Linked DNA regions of Rattus norvegicus: region 1 is linked to region 2. A link is a contact called in public Hi-C data. All regions are on one chromosome and are shown on one strand. The core of a region is the stretch at or near the end of the contact, and the rest is flanking DNA. Distances in the headings are between cores, read along the strand shown.

Region 1 (6,910 bases), core at 1,445-3,944, 170 kb after region 2:
GTCTGCCCATACCAACCATCGATGCCAAGGACAAAGGTGTCCTTTTCTCACTCAGACCTCACATTAGTGCTGTCCCCTCCCTAAGACTGTCACGGTTAGAGCTGTCCTTCCCAGTCAAGCCACACAGTCTGAGCTGTTGCCCCACTTGAGGCCCTCATATTATGGCTGCCCCTCCAAACCCGCACCCAGATTGTCAGAGCGTCCTCCCCATTCAAACCCCCCCCCCCAGCTGCCCCTGACCTGGGAATGGGGCGGGCACATGCAGGACCTGGGCCATCCTCTCTCTGCAGTTGCTCCTCAGATGTCACTCAGGGAACCGAGTCTCCCCAACAGCCTTCGGACAGCTGAGGCTAACCTGCAGAGGGGTGGGCAGTCTTCAGGGAAAAGGAAGGAGAAGCCACCCACCCTTCACAGATGGCCTGGTACCCCGTAGGTACGGGTCAGGCACCTCTCACATACTTGAGCACTCAAGCTCCCCTTCCTACCCCTGCCTGACTGTAGAAAGCCCCAGAACAAAGAAACCAAACCTCCCTGCGTGCACATCTGTCCAGCCCTGGACAGGCTCCAGCAGTTCCCACAGCCTTCACATGGCCCCCAGGGCAGGTGGCCCCACCCTTCCTGTGCCCCCTCCCCTTGGCCCAGCTTAGAAAGTGCACAGAGAGAGCAGGGTAAGAGGGGGGAGGGCTGGGGGTGCTAACAGGGACACAGGGGGGGTTGCAGGGCGGGGGGAGCGAGAGACAGAACATGGAGGTGGGACCCCTCAGCGACCTCAAAGCAGAGAGTCAGGCCAGGCCGGTGGAGGGTCCGCAAAGTGGTGAGGGTAAAAGTTCTGAGAAGCCTTCCTCTTTATGGAAACAATTTTCTCTAAAAATAAACAGTTTCACTGCCCAGCTACATAGAACTTCCTGCCCCCTCAGGATGTGTCTGGGTTTTGGTGGGGTACATAGGGATAGAGTAGGGTGGAAGACTATAAAGTCATAGAGGTGGCAGTAAAGCGGGGTGCCAACAGGCTGCAGGGGGGTTGTAATCAAGACTTCTGCAGGGCCCACTTCAGTCCTGGAGGTTAGCCAAGGTCAGTCCTTTCTGTTATCTGCCCTGCAGCCACTTTGCTGCAGTCACCTCCACCCATCTCACTCTCTAGAGTGAACCATTCTAAGCTGTGGGTGTTAGGGCAGTGGGTACCTGGGGGGATGGATTAGGTGGGACACCTGCTGGGCATCAAGGCAGGCTTAGGATGCTCCTTTCCCCTGCTTCAGTTCCCATCCATATCTCTGTCCCTCCAGTTTGTGTCTGTCCACGTCTCCGCTTGCTTTGCTGGCTTGAGCACCTGAAATGCAGTTCCCAGTTGTAGTTAAAATTGGCATCTGCCTGGAGTCTCAGTCCCTCCAAGGACAGGAAATATATTCTGTCCAAAATATATTTTGAGGACTTGAGACATAGAAAGAGGGAACAGAATTGGGGTAACTTGGGATAGGGGCACCAAGGTGGAATGAATAAACTGAATAATTATCACACTGTTTTATTTGGTTATTTGAGGCAGTCCCCTGTAGCCCAGGCTAGCCTCAAACTCACTATGTGGCTGGGGATGACTTTAAAATCTTATCCTCCTGCCTCTACTTTCCAAGTTCTGGCCTTGCTGGTGTCACCACCATACTCAGCTATATATTGTGGGTTGGAACCCCAGGCTTCACACCCCACGTTCTCCATCCCCAACCCTGCTTATGTTTTTGGGAAAAGATCTTGCAAGCTGAGTGTAGTGTCACATGCCTTTAATCCCAGCACTTGGGAAGCAGAGGCAGGCAGGTCTCTGTGACTTGAGCCTAAAACAGGGCAGATTCGCCCAAGGCGCCCCCAGACTCCACACATTTTATTCTCCAGACGCAGCGATTGAGGTCTAAGGGTCTGCAGTTATCTAAGCTCAGGCTGGTAACTCTGTGGCGGGAGTCGGAAGAGGAGGCCCCCCCTCTCCACAAGATCCCTGGATGAGAGAGGCGGAAGGAGGCTGTGAGAATCAACAGGTGGGAGTTTTCAGAGAAGGGCCACAGGGTCTCCCCAGAGTGCACCTCCCCACCAGCCTGGGTGAATCTGGGGGTTTTCCTGCCTCACTCTCTCCGCCCCCAAAGTTAGGGGTGAGGAGGACCCCGCCCCGGGCGGGGAGGGGCGGGGCCTGTGGGGTCCCAGTCTAATGGCAAACATCTGCTGATCCCCACACCCGCCCAGCAGCCAGGCCCAGCTCGGCCGGACGCCGGATGCCTTCCCGCCGTTGAGGGGCCTGGTCCGGCCACCGGGAGCTGCGAGAGCGGGGACTTGGGAAGGGAAGGGGACAGAGCTAGACGAAAGAGGCGGAGAAGAGGAAGCGAGGCAGGGAATGATAAAAGGAGAGTGGTGGGTTAGGGGCAAGGGAAGCAGGGCCCAGGTCAGGGCTGGGGAGGGGACAGGAGCGCGGGGACCCAGACGCTCCGGTTTGCAAAGTTTGGGCGCAGATGGTTAAGACTTGGCAGGGACCAGCTAAGAGAGAGTGAGCGAGCTCGCAGCCTAGGGTTGGAGGTGGGTTAGAAATCCCGATAGTCCCTCTAGAGAAGCCCAGACCCCAGGCCACCCCGATCCCACTCGCCTGGCGCGCTGCAGCCTCCGCCGTCCCAAGCGTCCTGCCCGCTCCGCCTCAGTCGCCCCAAGCCTGTGGAGCCAACGCGGTAGCCACGCCCCCAGCAGAAAGCCACGCCCCTCCAGCCTCCCAGGCGCCTGGGCCGCAGGGGCTGGGGGCGAAGTTGAAGGGTGGTCGCAGGGGTGCACGCGCTTTCGCTGCGGCCTGAGCGCGTCCTAGGGTCTCAGTCGACTCCTGGCCACAAGCCCTCGGGGCAGGGTCCCGGCTTCTACAAGCCTGGTGCCCGCCCTTCGCAGCTGGGCGCTGCAGGGGGCGGAGCTGGCCGGGGCCCAGCTCCGGGGCGGTGCGGTGGCCAGGACTGGAGGTCACCCCTCCCCCGTTGGCCGCCGGCAGCTGGAAGTCTTCCAGCTGCAGGCCGGGTGCACCGTAGCGTGACCGCCGGCCCAAGCTCCGAGATTGCAGCCCATCCCTATCTCCTGAAATTGAAGCTGGGCCTCAGTTTCCCCATCAGCAGAATGGGGTCAATCACATGATCTACCTGATAAGTGTGTTCAGAAAATTCCCTTCATTCTACTCAAGAGCTGACACAAATCACAGGGCGTGGCTTATTGACTTTGCGGGGTTGGGGATGGACCCCAGGACTCTTCGAATGTTAGATAATCTCTGCTGCTACGCTACACCCTAGCCCAGAGGTGAACTTCTGTTTGCACAGGACTTTCTGAAGACACAATGGCTAGCACATCAAAGTCGTGGGGCCAGTAGTACTAGGAGGCCACCTTCTACTACAGCGATTCTGGACTAGGAGAGTCTGTCTCAAAACAAACAACAGTAAAAAAAAAAAAAAAAGAAAGAAAAAGAGCTTCTTGGAATCTACTTAGCACAAGGCACTTGTGACTCAGTGGGTAAATTGCTTGGCTGTGTGAATCAGGACTTAAGTTCGAATTCCAGCATCTACATAAGAGTTGGGCCCAAAAGTTTACCTTGAAGCCCAATTCTGGGTGCTCTCTGGGGTTTACCGGCAGTGACCCTAGCTGGATCTATGAACTCCAGGTTCAAGGAGTCCTGTCTCAAAAAATAAGCGGATGACCAAGGAGAGGCTCATGGGATAAAGGAGCCGGCTGCCAGGCCTGAGGGTATGAGTTCAATCCCTGGGATCTACACAGTGGAAGGAGAGAACTGACTTCTGCAAACTGTCCTCTGACCTCCTCATGTGTGCCATGGCACTCATGCACCCACAGACATATAGATACAAATAAATAAATAAATGTAAGAAAAAATACAATACAAATGAGGTGAGGGGCCCAGCACACCCCTTTAATCTCTCCCTCACTTAGTAAGAAAAGGCCAAGAGGTGGATGGATCTTTGTGAGTTCAAGGCCAGGCTGATCTATAAGTAGAGTATAACGTAGAGACAGAAATATGCACTCATGCAAGCCCTCACCACAGGTGTACACACGTGACCAAAGGCACACACACACACACACACACACACACACACACACACAGCACTCTTTCCCATGGACATGTTACATTGTGTGTGTGTGTGTTCTCTTCTCCGACTGAATGAACATCAACACCCTAGGGCAGGAACCGTGTCAACTGTCAGCACACCACACAGGTTGTATATAAAACTCACTTTAAATTAAAAAACAAACAAATAAAAACAAAGCTTAGAAATCCATCAGTGCAGACAGACAGAGCCCAGCTCCAAGGACTTTGTGGTCACCCCATGGATGAGGGAGTAGGTTTGACTCCAGAAAGGCACAGGCAGCTGAGGTGTAGGTGCTGGTCTTCTGGGTGTGGCTTTTAGCTGTTTCATCAGAGATCAGTCTTCCGGAAACTTGATCTGTTGATGGAGTTCCTGGAGGCAGAAGGCCGGTTAGCAGGGCCGCGGGACCCCCAGCTCCAGTCTTCCCACTTCCTCATCTAGCAGCACACATCCCATCCAAGAAGAGTAGACTCTTTTTCTGTTCTCTCTCTCTCTCTCTTTCTCTCTCTCTTTGTGTGTGTGTGCGCGCGTGCGCGTGCGTGCGTGCACACACACAAATGTAGAGGTCAGAAGATAACTTAATAGAACTGGTTCTTTCCTTCTACCTGTGGTTTCAGGGGACTCAAACCCAGGTATTGGAGCTTGGTTGCAAGCACCTTTAGTCACTTGTATTACTTTCCACCCCCAGAAGATTCACAGTGTGCTAGAATCACGTCTATTTCATAGGTGTGGAAACTGAGTCTCAGATGGCCAGCTGAAAGCTGGGGACATGGCTCAGTGGCAGGGTACTAACCCCGTGTATAGCCTAGGAGTCTGTTTCTATCAGGAGTGGGTGGGGAGAGTAGACAGGATGGTTCAGTGGGTCAAGGTACTTGCTACCAAGCCTTGACCTGAGTTCAATCCCTGGGACCCACTTAGTGGAAGGGAACTGTGGCTGCAATCTGTCTTGTGATCTCCATGCACTGACCCGTACATGCCCCACCCCACTAAATCAAATACAATAACCGAAAACCAGGATAGATGAAATGTCGTGACCCAGTTCGGACACCACACACAGTGCACATGTATATGTGTGTGAGGCAGCCCCCACGGTGGGCACCTGAGGCTGGTGGAACTTGGTGCCAACAGCTGGGGCAGACGCTGCGTGAGCAGAGGCTGCAGTGCCTCCCGGAGGCGGCTGTAGTGGCGTTCCAGTTCCCGGTGGTACTCCTTCTGGTCTGGTCCAATCAGGGCCTTGTTCTTTCTTAGTGCATCCTCACACCTGAGGGGTGAAGAGGAGGCTACTGGAGACTGGCACTCAAGAGAGAGCAAGAAGAGGGGCCAGGGACTCCTTCAGGGTATACATGTGAAGGGTCTGGAGGCAATCACGCACAGACCCACAACAGGGGCGGTGAATTTAAACATGGAGTCAGGATGGGCACAGGAGAGAGTCAGGGTGGCAGGGTTATAAGAGCCAGTGTACTTTTTGCAGAAATCCTTGAAGCAGAGCCGTAGTTTGTTGTGATGTCGGAAGAGCTTGGGATCTTCTGGGATCTCTGACAAAAATACCTGGGCTACTTCCAAGGGACCCTACTGGGTGAGAAGATTCATGAGGGCAACTGGAGGCCCATGGTGGCCAGCATCCCCACCCCCGCCCCCGCCCCCGCAATGCCAGCCATGCCTGGTTTACAGTGGGTCCCACGGAGCCCTGCAGAACCATCTGCAGCATCTTGGCATCTGGAGGATCCTGCTCGGTGGCAAAGGCCAGCTCCCGTGTCTTCTTCTGCATGTCTTCAATGGCCACCTCCACTGGTGTCAGCACTGTCTGTGGGGGTCAGTGGGGTGTGTACTGTGAGTACTGCTGTCTGCATGTCTGGGTGCACATGCTGGGGCTTGCAACGTCCTATTCCAAGCCAGCCCAAAATAGCTGAAACTGTGGGGCCGGGAGGGTCCCAGGCTGTGAACAGTGCTGGGGGATTTGTGCTACCTGGTGGGTCTCGACCCAGTTGGGGTTTCTGGTCTGGTTCACTAGCTGTTTGCCCTTGAGCCTAGGGCCTCTACAGTTGAGATTTCCACACTTCTCCAGGCCTGGTGGTAGAGGTTTGCATCTGGAGCCTCAGCCTGGGGTCCTTTTATTTCCCAAGCCCATTCTGCTAAGTCCCTCTCTCTTTCTTCCTGCATCCAGAGTCCCTGCACTGTTTGTGAGGCTTCTTTGCCTTTTCCTCCCTGGAAAAGTCTCCCCCAGGACTGGACCTCGAGTCCCCCAATCATCTCCTCCCCTCCCTAGGCGTGAAGCCCTCCCCACTACTCTTGCCCAGGTCTGGGGTCCCACCTCCTCACGGTGGCACACTCGGATGCGTGTCTTGATGTAGGGAAAGGCATGCTCTGTGCTCAGCAGCGTCTTGCGTTTGTGCTGCTCTGCCAACTCTCCGTGCGCACGCCCATCCGGCGTGAAGGGTGTGCAGAAGAGGAAGGCCCGAAGCCCATAGTTTCGGTCAAAGTAGGTCACCCGGTCCTTGAGCTCATAAGTGTCAAAGTGCGGCTCCACGTATGTTATCTGGATGTAGGCCTAGAGTAACCGGGTCCATGCATGGGGCTGGAAGTGGGTGTCCACCCACACCGCTCCAGCCAGAGGCCCAGGCCCTTCAGGTCTAAAGGCTTTGGACCTACAGGTCCAGATCTTTCCTGGAACTGGATATACAGGACCCTCCCGAGAATCAGGACCTGCCCCACCCTGCACACAGTGTCTGCACAGTGTTTCTCACCTTCTGTGGGTCCAGCTTGAGCTTATCTACCGGGTTGGAATCTTTGATGATCTCCACCACATCATCCCCGAA
Region 2 (6,457 bases), core at 2,445-4,944:
AATATCTGCTTGCCTCGAGTGCTAGGAAATTAAAGGTGTGTGCCATTGATATAAATTAAAAAAAAAAAAAAACCAACAAAAAACCATTTTACCTCGGAAGTACTGGCACGTTTTTAATCCCATAGAATTTTAAAAAATTAAAAAGTTGAATGAAAAAGGAAACATTGTTTTTATTACTTTTCTGTAGCTGTGATAGGCTTTTGGCAAGCTGGGGAGGAAAAACTTTATTTCAGCTTACACGTCCACCATTGGGAGAAGTCAGTGCAGGAACCAAAGGCAGGAACCTAGAGGCAGAACCCATGGAGAATGTTGCTTACTGCTTTACTCACTAGCTTTCTTACAGAGCTGAAGCCCACAGTGGGCTGGCCATCCCATGTCAATCATTAGTCAAGGCATTCATTCAAACACAAGACCACAGCCCACTCTAACGGAAACAGCTGGTCAACCGAGATTTCCTTTTCCATGGTGACTCAAGTTTGTTTCAAGTTCACAAAACCAACCAGGACAACGAAAATGTCCAGACTCCACTTGTCCACTTCATCAACAATAAGGTTTAGGGGGTTGGGGATTTAGCTCAGTGGTAGGGCGCTTGCCTAGCAAGCGCAAGGCCCTGGGTTCGGTCCCCAGCTCCGAAAAAAAGAAAAAAGAAAAAAAAATAAGGTTTAGAAAGCTGTCAGTTGGCTTGGTCCTGAGGTTCCTAGGAAAAGTTATTGCTTCTGTTTTACAGATGGAGGGCACAAGACCTGATGTGGGATCCAGCAGACTGTGTGCTAAAAATGCAGTCTGGTTTATTCCCAGTCCAGCTTCTGTATCTATCTGGACTCTTGCTTATGATTTTCCTGGTACATTCCTATCTGGAATGGAAAAGGCCCAATTTGTTGATGCAGGGTAAGTGTTTGGCAGAGTTGTTCACTCAATAGCCAGGCAGCCTGGTCTTTATCGCCACTCCCCTCCCACCCACTTTTCTCTTCTCTTACCCTTTGAAGCAGTCTGATGTAGCCCAGCTGGCCTCAAATTCACTGACTGAGGATGACCTTGAACTACTGATCCTCAAGCCTCTGCATTTCTACTTCTGAGACAACAGGAATGTACCTCTATGCCTAGTTCACAGTGTTGGCGATAGAACCCAGCTTTCGTGCATGCTTGTCATACACTACAAGCAAGAGTTATACTCCTAGCCTTCCAGCCCATAGATGATACTTAAAAAGAAATCTAGCCAGGTGTGATGGTGCACACCTTATTTCCAGCACTCAGGAGGCAGCAGCAAGCAAATCTCTGAATTTCAGGTCAGCCTGCTGAAGGGCTACACAGAGAAACCCTGTCTTGAAAAACAGATATAATATATAATAAAATTTTATATACATAATAAAAAATTAAAAATCTAGTATGGCAGATAGTGGTAGCACATGCCTTCAATCACAGCACTCTGGAGATAAAAAAAAATTCTAGTATGCAATTTGGACATGGTGCTGTCTGTAATCCTAGTGCTCCTGAGTTGAGAGCAGTTCTGCTTGCATAGGTACTCCCAAGGTGTTGGGAACAGAATGTGGGTCCTCGGCAAAAGCAATTCCTCTTAACTGCTGAGCCATCTTACCAGGCACCAAAAAAAAATTTTTTTTTTTTTTTTTTGAGAAAAATCTCATTATGTAACTTTAGCTGGCCTGGAACTCACTATGTGGATAAAGTTGGCCACATAAGCTTGCTGAGATTAAGGACAAATGCCACCAAACCCTGTCTGAAAATAAACCTTAAACCAAAACTGCAGGGCTGGAGAGATGGCTCAGCGGTTAAGAGCACCCTACTGCTCTTCCAGAGGTCCTGAGTTCAATTCCCAGCAACCACATGGTGGCTCACAACCATTTGTAAAGAGATCCGATGCCCTCTTCTGGTGCGTCTAAAGACAGCTACAGTGTACTTATATATAATAAATGAATAAATCTTTAAAAAAAAGAACATTTTAAAAAAAATCTAAAAAAAAAAAAAAAAAAAAAAAAAAAGCACTGGCTGCTCTTCCAGAGGTCCTGAGTTCAATTCCCAGAAACTACATGGTGGCTCACAACCATCTGTAATGGGATCAGATGCCCTCTTCTGATATGTCTGAAGACAGTGAGTATGTACTCACATACACAAAATAAATAAGTCCTTAAAAACAAAACAAAACCGAGCTGGATGTGGTGGTGCATGCCTTTTGTCCCAGACTTGGGGGGCAGAGGCAGGTAGGTCTCAGTTTGAGTTCATCCTGGTCTCAAGATCCAGTTCCAGGTCAGCCAAAGCAACACAGACAAACTCTGTCCTGAAAAACAAAAGCAAAAAACCCCCCCAACCAACCAAAAATACCATGTGTTTGCCAGTGTTGATAGCTTGGGTCTGTTTTCCTAGCATTTTGGAGGCAGTGGCAGGGGGATCACTGCCAGCTATTTAATGGCCTGAAACATTCTTTGTTCTACTTTGTGACAGAAAACTGCTTTTTGTTTCTTTGTTTAAAAGTCTCACTTTGTATCCATGGCTGCCCTGAAACCTTACTATGTAGAAGACCAAGCTGGATTGGTACATTCATGCAGCACTCAGGAAGGAAGAAGGAAGATCTCTGAGTTCGAGGCCAGTCTAGTCTTGAGAGCAAGTGCCAGGTCTTAAAGAAACTTGGTCTTGGGGGCTGGAGAGATGGCTCAGTGGTTAAGAGCCCCGACTGCTCTTCCAGAGGTCCTGAGTTCAATTCCCAGCAACCACATGGTGCCTCACAACCATCTGTAAAGAGATCCGATGCCCTCTTCTGGTGTATCTGAAGACAGCTACAGTGTACTTATACATAATAAATGAATAAATCTTAAACAAACAAACAAACAAACAAAACCCCCCAGAGATCCACCTGCTTCTGCCTCCAGAACCCTGCCCCGCTACCACCAAATACTTTTTTTTCTTTTTTTTTTTTTGGAGCTGGGGACCGAACCCAGGACCTAGCAAGCGCTCTACCACTGAGCTAAATCCCCAACCACCACCAAATACTTTTAAAACCAACCAGAGGCCTGGAATCTCCACATTTGGACAGAATTATACGCTCATTTCTCCAAAGCTAATGGCTTTCTTCGAAATCATAAGGAAAATTGTGACCATTGCTGTTTCTACCTCACACCCTGTGCTTTTACTTATTCATCTGGTTTATGAACCAGAGGATGGCTAGTAGCCGATGGCAGCTCAATAAATATTTGGAAAGCTAATTACTGGGCCTCAACAGGTTCTGCAGGAAATGTGGCCAGGACAGAGCCTTGCAGAGCAGGCAGGGCCGTGCCAGAGCCAGGATCAAAGCGTTTCCCAGGCCTGCCCTTACCCCCGCGTGGGTTCTGTCCCGTCCTTGGGCAGTCTGGCCACCTCTCGGCTTCACTTTCCTCCCAGGGTGCTCATTTCCGAGCCTAAGAACTTCCCTTTCATCATTACTATCTCCCATCTGGACGACCCAGTACCCTCCCCCAACATCTAAGCGTCGCCGCAGTGCCGCCACCTCTGCGCATGCCCTTCGGCTTGAGGCCCAATTTCGTGTCTTGAACATAAGTGTGCGCTTGCGCAGAGCCGCCCAGAGCCCCCCAATATGGGCGGTGCACCAGGATCTCGTGCGGCCTCTGGACCCGCCCATCTTCTCACTACCTCAAAGGACCAGTGCGCATGCGCACAACGAATGGCTGAGCATGCGCACAGAGAGCGGAAGGGTGGGCTGGCGCGCGCACGAGGCCGGACGGGCAGCGGAAGCAGGGGAAGTGGACTGGGTAGAAAGGGAGGCGGGGGCGCGCATAGCGGGCGCGCGGGCTGCGTGTGTGCTGGGGGGGGCGGCCAGCCGAAGCCGAGCGGGCACGCGCGCGAGGCTTTCCCACTAGCTTGGCAGCGGCGGCGACGGCTTCTTTGTTTCGTGAGGAGAAGCGAGACGCCCACTCTGTCCCCGACCCCTCGTGGAGGGTTGGGGGCGGCGCCAGGAAGGTTACGGCGCCGGTACCTCCAGGTAAGGAATGGAGACTCCCGGGCGGAACGAGACTCCCGGGGCTTGGGGAAGACGGTTTGAATGAAGCCGAGGCGCCGGGAGGGGGAGGGGGCAGCTGGGCGACCAGAGCGGGGTCGGGGTACGGCGGCGCCTGAGGGTCAAGAAGCCTTGCGCGCGCTGCTCAGGCCGCAGTGCAGCGAGACCGCGGCTGCTTCCAGGCTCTGTGGCCGGCGAGGCGGGTGACTCTGGCCTGTGTGAAGGCCGCGCGCGCGTTCTCGTGGGGTCTTGGGACAAAGCTCCTTCCTTTTGGCGTTCCAGAGATCCAGGTCCCCCCCACTTTAATTTCTGTGAATCTTAACTTTGAACAGTGGCTAGGTGTCTTGGGCTTCTCTGGCCTCGTTTGTGCGATTCTAATGCCCTGTGGTCGGGCGTCGGGAGCAACATTTTACCTCAGATATTGATGCCCTGTGTAGCTTGGGCACAGTCATGAGCCCTCTTCGGTCCTCAGACCTCACTTTTTTTTTTTTTTTACTTTTTGATAAATTTCATTATTGCAGATTTTAAATTTCTTCCGTGGCTTCAAAATGTTTGCCTAAAAAGTGAAAGATGCCTGGGAACGTTTGCTCACGGCCGCATTGTTTTTCTTTTGAGTCTCTTGGCTCTTCCCAGTTTTTCAGATAGGGCTTTTTATTTTAAAACCTCGAAGGCAATTGTTTTGTGCGGGTCGGAGGGGCATCTTCTTGATCCTCTTTACCTCCAGTGACTCCTCAGGAACTGGAAACAAATTTTTTGTTTGAATTGACAGACAGGCTTTGAGTTTGATGCCCAGCGTTGTCTGTCAGCTAGCTGTGTGGCCTTAGGCGAAATCGCTAAATCTCTCCAAACCTCTTGGTTTCCTCCTTTGTACAAGGGAATCACTTTCACTGATAGGATTGGGAAAAAATAGCTCCTGCATCATCATCATCATTCTGATTTTGAAGACAGGATCTTATAACCAAGGCTGCCCTCCACCTTCTTATGTAGACCAGGCTGGGCTTGAATTGCTCATCCTCATCTTCCTGCCTCCATCCACCTCCCAAGTGCTGGGATAGCATATTCAGCCAGGCTTCCTGTACTGTTATTGACTGGTCCAGCAGATAGTTGAATTCCTACTTTGTGTTACATGTCTTAGTAGGGGAATGGGCTGTAATGGAACCATTACTCCTTGGCCTGCATGAGTATTGGTTCATAAAGAAGTACTTGGTTTGTTTTGACCTCCTCCCCTCCCCCTTTCTGGTCTCACTGTGTAGCTTTGGTTGTCCTGAAACTCTGTTATCAGGCTGGCCTCAAACTCACACAGCTCTGCCTGCCTCTGCCCTCTGAGTGCTGGGATTAAACTCTTGCTTAGCCATGCCGTTGGGCCCATTTGTGTTTTGTTTTGTTTTTTAATTAAATAGATTTTATTTGTTTATTTTATGAGTCAGGGTTTCTCTGTGTAGCCCTGACTCTCCTGGTACTTGCTTTGTAGACCAGGCTGGCTTCTAGCTGAACTCAGAGATCTCTCTGCCTCTGCCTCCGCCTCCGGGAGTGCTGGGATTCATTAAAGTGTTGCAGTTCCTTATTTATTTGTGTGTGGAGGTCAGAGAACAACTTTCAGGGGTCAGTTCTCCCCTCTATCATGTGGGTTCCTGGGATTGAACTCAGGTGGTCAGTTTTCTGTGGGGTACTTTACCTGTTGATTCGTTTCTCCTGCCTAAGCTCTAAGTGTGTTGAATTTTTGTGGTGCTGATCAAAGTTGATCCTGTACATGCTAGGGAAATGTTCTACCACAAGCCAGTACCCAAGCATGGTTTTGATCTTTTTATTTTTATGAATGTGGGATATTTTTGTTGTTGTTTGTTCATTTTGGGTGTTGTTGGGCCTGGAATCCATGGCCTTCTGCATGTTAGACATGATATATTCTCCCCAATCATTTAGCCTCACAACCTATCATGTGACAGGACAGAGTGGTTGCCTGAGGGAGCAGTGGTGGGCATAAGTCTAGAAGCTGCATGGAGGAGGACCCTTCATTTACAATTAGGGAAGATGTGTCTCCCCACCCCACACGCTGAGAATGGAATGGTGCCTGCAGAACTGTTGCTCTGTCTGTCTGGTCTGCAACAGTGCAGTTGGAGCAGGCAGTAGTGAGACAGGACAGGAGGGTCCTGGGGAGGATGAACTTGGGCGATTGGTACAAGATCCAAAGCAATAAATATTTGTTGCTGCTGTTTGGCCTTGAACTTTCCAGGCCATTGCTCTTCTAGCCCCAGATGTCACTGCTTTGAAAGTGATGAAGTCACTGGTGAAGTCTGGGGTCCTGGTTTGGTGGTTTGTTTGTGGCTGGATGTGAAAGGTGGTTTTTTTTTTTTTTTTTTTTTTTTGAACTTAAAAATTTTTGTTTAATTTTGTGTGATATATGGAGGTCAGAGGACAACTTTCAGGAGTGGATTTTCTCCTACCACGTGTGTCCTG

What was found. Hi-C and Micro-C count contacts between places; a contact is called where the count stands out from the background.
Region 1: a contact with region 2 is called in a Hi-C map of frontal cortex, with 1.6 times the contacts expected there. The contact joins the promoter of Kank2 here to the promoter of Smarca4 in region 2. A contact is called at or near these places in 2 of 12 Hi-C or Micro-C datasets (the Rat2 cell line and frontal cortex).

What each region holds. Positions count from the first base shown.
Region 1 is chr8:28,614,299-28,621,208 of GRCr8, forward strand. It overlaps Kank2 (KN motif and ankyrin repeat domains 2), which reads right to left and starts at 2,695. Exons shown (of 12, transcript NM_001270413.1): 1 at 2,615-2,695; 2 at 241-355. The coding sequence starts at 277. Dock6 (dedicator of cytokinesis 6) reads right to left here. Exons shown (of 49, transcript NM_001413911.1): 44 at 6,839-6,910; 45 at 6,406-6,642; 46 at 5,755-5,898; 47 at 5,557-5,663; 48 at 5,194-5,355; 49 at 4,225-4,466. The coding sequence ends at 4,424.
Region 2 is chr8:28,440,125-28,446,581 of GRCr8, forward strand. It overlaps Smarca4 (SWI/SNF related, matrix associated, actin dependent regulator of chromatin, subfamily a, member 4), which reads left to right and starts at 3,695. Exons shown (of 34, transcript NM_134368.1): 1 at 3,695-3,988.